2 separate regions of the Arachis hypogaea genome follow, and region 1 is linked to region 2. The links are chromatin contacts, called in public Hi-C maps. All regions are on one chromosome and are shown on one strand. Each heading gives the region's core, a stretch centred on a gene start, on an enhancer-like site or on the middle of the called end of the contact. The rest is flanking DNA. Distances are from core to core; before and after follow the strand shown.

Evidence for each region. A called contact is a pair of places that touch in the nucleus more often than the background predicts.
Region 1: a Hi-C map of leaf shows a contact between it and region 2, with 2.5 times the contacts expected there. The contact joins the promoter of LOC112750651 here to the promoter of LOC112748872 in region 2. A contact is called at or near these places in 2 of 8 Hi-C or Micro-C datasets (leaf and an unstated tissue).

What each region holds. Positions count from the first base shown.
Region 1 is chr15:129,102,205-129,105,183 of arahy.Tifrunner.gnm2.J5K5, forward strand. LOC112750651 (protein FLOWERING LOCUS D) reads left to right here and starts at 1,515. Exons shown (of 7, transcript XR_003175951.3): 1 at 1,515-2,979.
Region 2 is chr15:128,787,522-128,790,837 of arahy.Tifrunner.gnm2.J5K5, forward strand. LOC112748872 (transcription factor BPE) reads right to left here and starts at 1,716. Exons shown (of 5, transcript XM_029293354.2): 1 at 1,596-1,716. The coding sequence starts at 1,625. LOC112750649 (a long non-coding RNA gene) reads left to right here and starts at 2,026. Exons shown (of 4, transcript XR_003175948.3): 1 at 2,026-2,765; 2 at 2,901-3,095; 3 at 3,242-3,316.

The sequences.
Region 1 (2,979 bases), core at 265-2,764, 310 kb after region 2:
GAACAAAGGCTTCGTAGCGCGCCTCCTCATCATCGCCCCCACAAAGCTGGTCGCGGACACGGAACTCCGTGAACTCCTCTAATGTCATTTGCGAAGGGGTTCGCTTCACATTGGAAGTAACCCACACATATCTGTCGACAGGGGGTCTCGGGAGGGGAAGTTGCGCCATACCTACGGTGGGGGCACCACAAAGTTAGACTGCCAGGCCGGGAAGTCGGGAAACCTAAGAAGATTAAACTAATGCTACTCGCACTAAACGCTACAGTAAGCTTATTTGCAGTTAAAGAAAGGATAAATCTACAGCCACCTAAAGATCAGAAATCGCAAACCTAAATGGCAACCCCCCTAACTTCTGCCTATCGCTACCAAGCATGCAAGACCAACATCTAATCCAAATAAACGCGAACGGGGAAAACATGCAGTATACAAGTGCAACAATATCAAAAAGCATCAAAGGCAAAGAAAGACTTACCAGGATGATGATAATCGAAAGAAGCTGGGGAGTACTGCAGAGATTTGGACGAATCAGGGGCGATTGAGAACGAAGAACTTCAGAAAATGTGGAAAGGAAAGGAGGAATGCGTAACAGATATTTGGGAGTGACAAACTGAAGTAATAAGGCAAGGAAAGGAAAAACAAAGCGAAGTGTAACTACAATGGAGAATCGCGAAAGACAGGGACAAAATGGACTTTTTCCCATGCTTTCAAATCACCCATAAATGCACTTAATGGCAGTCGCGGATAACGAGGCAACAAGCGGCGATTCCCCAAATCGACGAAGCTATCTCGCGCATAAGAGACACGTCCCAATTACGAGCGACCGACCCCACGACGAAACAAAAGGCTCAGAACGCGCCAACAACGGTACTCCCGGCCCTAGCTGGCGCGTTGGGGGCACTGTTACGGCCCGGCCCGGCTAGCATAACGCCCCGATCCGTGCGTCCGACCCAACTGTGACATCGGACCCGAACCGGGGAACTGACTCGGACACCTGTCCACCTGTAACCCATCACAAGACAGCTGGGGAAGGAAGCTTCCAAGAAGGTGGGACTGTCCTCGTGGGACCCACCTCACTGACAGGGTATATATGGGAGGGCCCTACCCCTCCCCCACAGTACGTCACTATCCCTTAACTCTCACTGCCACTTATACGGTCTCTGACTTGAGCGTCGAAATCCTTTTTGCAAGTGGCTCCCCCCTTCTAAACACAACTGCTCGCGAGGTTGTGATGTCTGACTCTCCTCCCTCCTAGTCCACAGTCCAAAAGATCCGTCCGCTCACTATCAACAAAGCCGAATTCCCTTCGTCAATCACCCATTTAATCCACCCGGTCCGTTTGGCATCCGACCAACCGAACAAGAACAAAAGAACCTTGCAACAATGAAAAAGGAGTAGGGTGTAATTACCAATGTATATATAGAATATGATTGTAATTTTAATAGAAATAAAGACACGTGTCAATTGGAGAAATGCCAAAAACAGTTGAAAAATAGACAGGTGTTGAAATATGTGAAGGGTGTTACTGTTTTGCAATATAATAAATAGATAGATAAAAATAGATAGCGATTATTTACGAGTTAAAAATCCATCTCCGTGCCCAGTGGCGTTTCCAGTGTTTGAACCGCCGTTGGTCCGTCAGACATTGAACAATGGTGACGGCATACGGATGAGCTATTGAGCTACGTGGATACTGGAATTTCGGTCACAAACATGAAACAACACTTTTATTTCCATTATCTGTGAAATTCGTCCATCTTTGGAAGAGGAAGAAAAAAATAAGAAAAAATAAAAACCTTAAATTAAAATTATAGCACTACGAGATGGATTCCCCATCCGAATTTTCTTCCTTCCCCCCATCCCAGACCCAGTTGCCTCCTCAACAAAACCCTAACCCTATCGTTTTTTTGGATCCCAACTCCGATTCTTTCCCAAACTGGGCTGAAAACCCTAACCCTAACTTGCACAACTATCTTTCCTTCACCGTCCCGAAGAAGAGGAGGCGCGGCAGGTCCCAACGCAACCCGGCGTTGTTTCGCATCCCTCTCAACCCCAATGACGCTTCCAATTCTAACAACAACAACGGTTTCTCGTCTTCCGCTGCGGCAGTCCCCGTTTCGGCTCCTTTGTCGAAAGTCGTCATCGGAAACCCGCCGCCCCCGCCGCTGTCAATGTCGATGCAGTACTCGGTGCCTGACAATTCCGATGAGATTATTGTGATCAACAAGGAGCCGAAGACTGAAGCCTTGATTGCCCTCAGCGCCGGGTTTCCAGCCGATTCGCTAACCGAGGAGGAGATCGAAGCGGGGGTTCTCCCGGTCATCGGAGGGATAGAGCAAGTGAACTACACTCTCATTAGGAACCATATAATTGCCAAATGGCGCGAGAATGTGTCCCAGTGGGTCACGAAGGAGATGTTCGTTGACTACATACCTCAGCATTATCACGCTCTTCTTGACTCCGCTTATAACTACCTCGTCTCGCATGGATACATCAATTTTGGAGTTGCACCCTTAATTAAGGAAAAAATTCCGTTGGAAATGAGTAAACCGAGCGTGATCATCATCGGCGCTGGCCTGGCCGGATTGGCGGCTGCTAGGCAGCTGATGCGGTTTGGCTTTAAAGTAACGGTCTTGGAAGGGAGGAAGCGCGCCGGCGGACGAGTTTATACGAAGAAGATGGAGGGAGGGAATAGGGTGTGTGCAGCTGCGGATTTGGGCGGGAGTGTTTTAACTGGTACCTTAGGGAATCCTCTTGGCATTGTGGCAAGGCAGTTAGGTGATGTGCTTCATAAGGTAAGGGATAAGTGTCCACTTTATAGTCTCGATGGAAAGCCAGTTGACCCTGATATGGATGTAAAGGTGGAAAATGCGTTCAACCGTTTGCTTGACAAGGCAAGCAGGCTTAGACAGTTGATGGGGGAGGTATCTATGGATGTGTCCCTTGGTGCAGCATTGGAAACGTTTAGGCAAGTGTACAAGG
Region 2 (3,316 bases), core at 466-2,965:
TCTAGTGGAGCCAAATTTTGGAATGCAAATTGAAGAGAAAAATAAAACAAGGCAGGAGGGACTGAGTTGAGCGACTATAAATAGATGGAGAAAATTGAGTAGATATAAGGTGATGTGTTTTAAGTATGAATACAACAACAAAGCCTTATCCTACTATGTGAGGTTGGCTTGTTTAAGTATGAATTACATATAACATTATTCATAATGTTTCAAAGAGTACTTTGGTCAAGCAATTCTGAATTAGGATTATTACATGGATACACTACAAATTCCAATTCAATTCTTTTAGAACTACTGGCATATAGTTCCAATGATAAGGAACCCGTCCTAACCAAAGTTCCATGAAGTGGGTAGGGATCTCCCATTAAGGACCCTTTCCATCCTTAAATTTCAACTCCGAAATTTCCATCCAATTAGAAGGTATTTAATTAAGAAAAATACAAAAAAACAAATAAATCCAGAGAAAAAGAAAAACAACAAAGCAAAAAACTAAGTCATCATTCGTCCAATTATGAGTGGCATGAAAACGATGGGCAAGCTTATTCAACTACATTTTCCATTATTTTCTTATTTATTTATTTTTCCTTATAAAAATAGAAACAATAGAAGAAATAATATTTAGAGTGAGAATCGAGCTAAAATTTGGAAAGTGGCTCAGCCGCTCAGGATTGACGAAATTGCCAAATATTCCAAAATCGCAAAATCCTTACTTCCAGATCCAACAACTGAGCCATTTAATTCAGATGAAGATGCACGCCATCACTTTCGTATATTATCAATAATGACACACGTTATAACAAAACCAAAATATATTAAAGAGAAAAAACCCTAAACGGTATCTAACAATTATTTCGAAAGACAATGGGCCCTTAACTTTTACTTTTCGGTCCTTGATCTTTACTTTTGTGAGACGGATTAGTTCTACTATCAATATTTTCTCTCTGTATTAACGAAATAAGCCTACATGACATGTTAAAATGTTAACTTATTTATTAATAGCTAATTAGGATTGACAAATTATTTTTTGTTGGGAGTCTTCTTGTCTTTTAGGGATAATTGTCAAGGTTATTTAGCTTTTATTTTGTTACTTTTCAATTACATTGACTAAATTTACCGTGTAAAACTAAGAAATAGTAATTTTTAAATTGTTTTTACTTATAAAAATTAAATAGAAGATATATTAGTGATTAATGTATCACATAAATATGTTTTGGAAAAAGATCATTGATCAAGCGGGTTAACAGATCCCATGAAATTAAATATCAATGACTGAAATGAATATTTTTTTTGTCAGGGCCTCGTAGTCCTTCAAAAAGATTATCAGGGTCAAAATGGGTATTCACCCTAGATTAAATTGTAATCTTTACTCATCGTAAAGAACATGGAAGTTTCTGGAAGTTTCTTGGTTCGTTAATTCGAGCTCATAAAACTTGAAATCATGAAATGACATATATATAATCAACAAATCAAATACTAAAATAAAGTTAAAATACTTACTAATTATTCAGCAGTCACTAATAAAAAATAACTATTTAATTAAACAAACACAAGATATTAATTAATTAATTTAACGCGAAGTTAAGCAAAGTTCAAACCAAGTCGTTGGCAGAACTGGTGGAAACCATCCTGGAGGAGTCGTCCTCGGAGGCAACTGCAGCTGCGGCGTGGACGAGTGAGTTCTTCCTCTTACGGTGTTTGCGAGTGGCAATTACGGCGGGCCTCAAGTCGGTGACGGTGGACTCGTGGCGGAAGCGTCTCGAAGAAGGGGGAGTGGTTATGGTTATGAGAGGAGTCTTGAATGGGTGAAAAATTACCGTCTTGTCCACCAAAATTGGAGATTCTTAGACCGAGCCCCGTGGTGGGGAAGGGCCAAATCTCGGAAAGAGTGTAAGCTGAAGGATGGCAGCAGAGAATGTAGCGTCGTTAATGAGTTGAGGATCCATAACAAGTCAAATTTAGGAGTGTGGTACGTTGTTTTCTCTTTTCTTTTCTTTTGTTAATGGGATTGTTGTAGTTTAGAGGAATAAACGGGGATCCGAGTGAGTGTGTGTGGGAGCTTTGGGTTATTTAATTATGATTTGTGATTAGGAGAGTGAGTGAATGAGTGAGTGAGCGAGCGAGCGAGTTCTGAGTAGAGAGGAAACTGGAGTTTTTTTTTTTTGGACATGGCCTAAAGCCAAAAGAAACGACTCGGCTCACACAATCAGAACTTAACCCGACCCGAAAAACTACCCACACAGAGACCCACCCCCAAACCGACCCCAATCCTGTCTTCTTCTCCTTCACCTTCGACCAGAGATCTTTCAAAGCTTGAGCCTATTGCTGCATGTGGATGAAACAAGCTCCCAGACCTTCATCAGTGGCTTCAATCGGATTCTGCAGGTGCTGATTTCTCAAGGTCATCGAAGTTGCGCCTCCTCTTCTTTAAGAAGGTTGCTCCTCGTCTTCAATGGTGGCCATTTGTGCTTCGCGTGGCTTGTTGCTTCCTCGCTCCAAAGCGCAAGTGGTTCTGTTCTCCCTGGGGTGCTTTACCCATTTCTCTAAGGAAAGTCCTACTCCTGCCCTGTGGTAACTCCTGTCGTCCCCTCCCATGGCACCTCCCAAGTTGCATTGGTGCTGCCAGCGACTTCTACCAATGGCCCATCCCCTTGTCTCTGTTGGTTCATTGTAGCTCCCAGTTTTCGACCCAAGCATTTGAAATGCTCGAGTCTGATCATCCACTCCAGCTTCTTCACTCTTCCCTGGTTCAACACCCACCCTCCCAGGTAAAATATCTTCTCTGTGTTGTCTTTGATGGCTTGTTGAAAATGGAACTAAATTGGTATGATTCTGTATATTTTGCTCCTGCTGAAGTGTTGCGAACCCTGCTTCTGTTCTTATTGTATTCTTAATTTGAGCAGGTGGATTGATGATCCACTGCCTCTGTAATCCATTCCCCGCTGCCGTTGCTGCCAGTTGGTGAGCTAAGTTGTTTCCGTCTCTTGGAGTCTAGGTAACTTCTACATCTGGAGCCTCTTTCAGCAGATAGAGAATGTCTCTGATGATTGCGTCTGTCTCTGCCAAAGAAGTTTTTGCCTTAATTACTTGAACCAGAGGTAAGCAATCTGTTTCTATTATGCATTTTCCTAGCTGAAGATTTTTAATAAGAATGAGTGCTTCTCTGTATGCTTGAGCTTCTGCTTCTAAACATGATGTTGACTTGAAAGTTGTTGTTAACCCTGAGACAATTTTTCCTCGCCAGTCCCTGGCTACCACTGCTGAAGCTGCCATGCCTGTTTTCCTGTGAAAAGCCGCATCAGTGTTCACCTTTAACCAA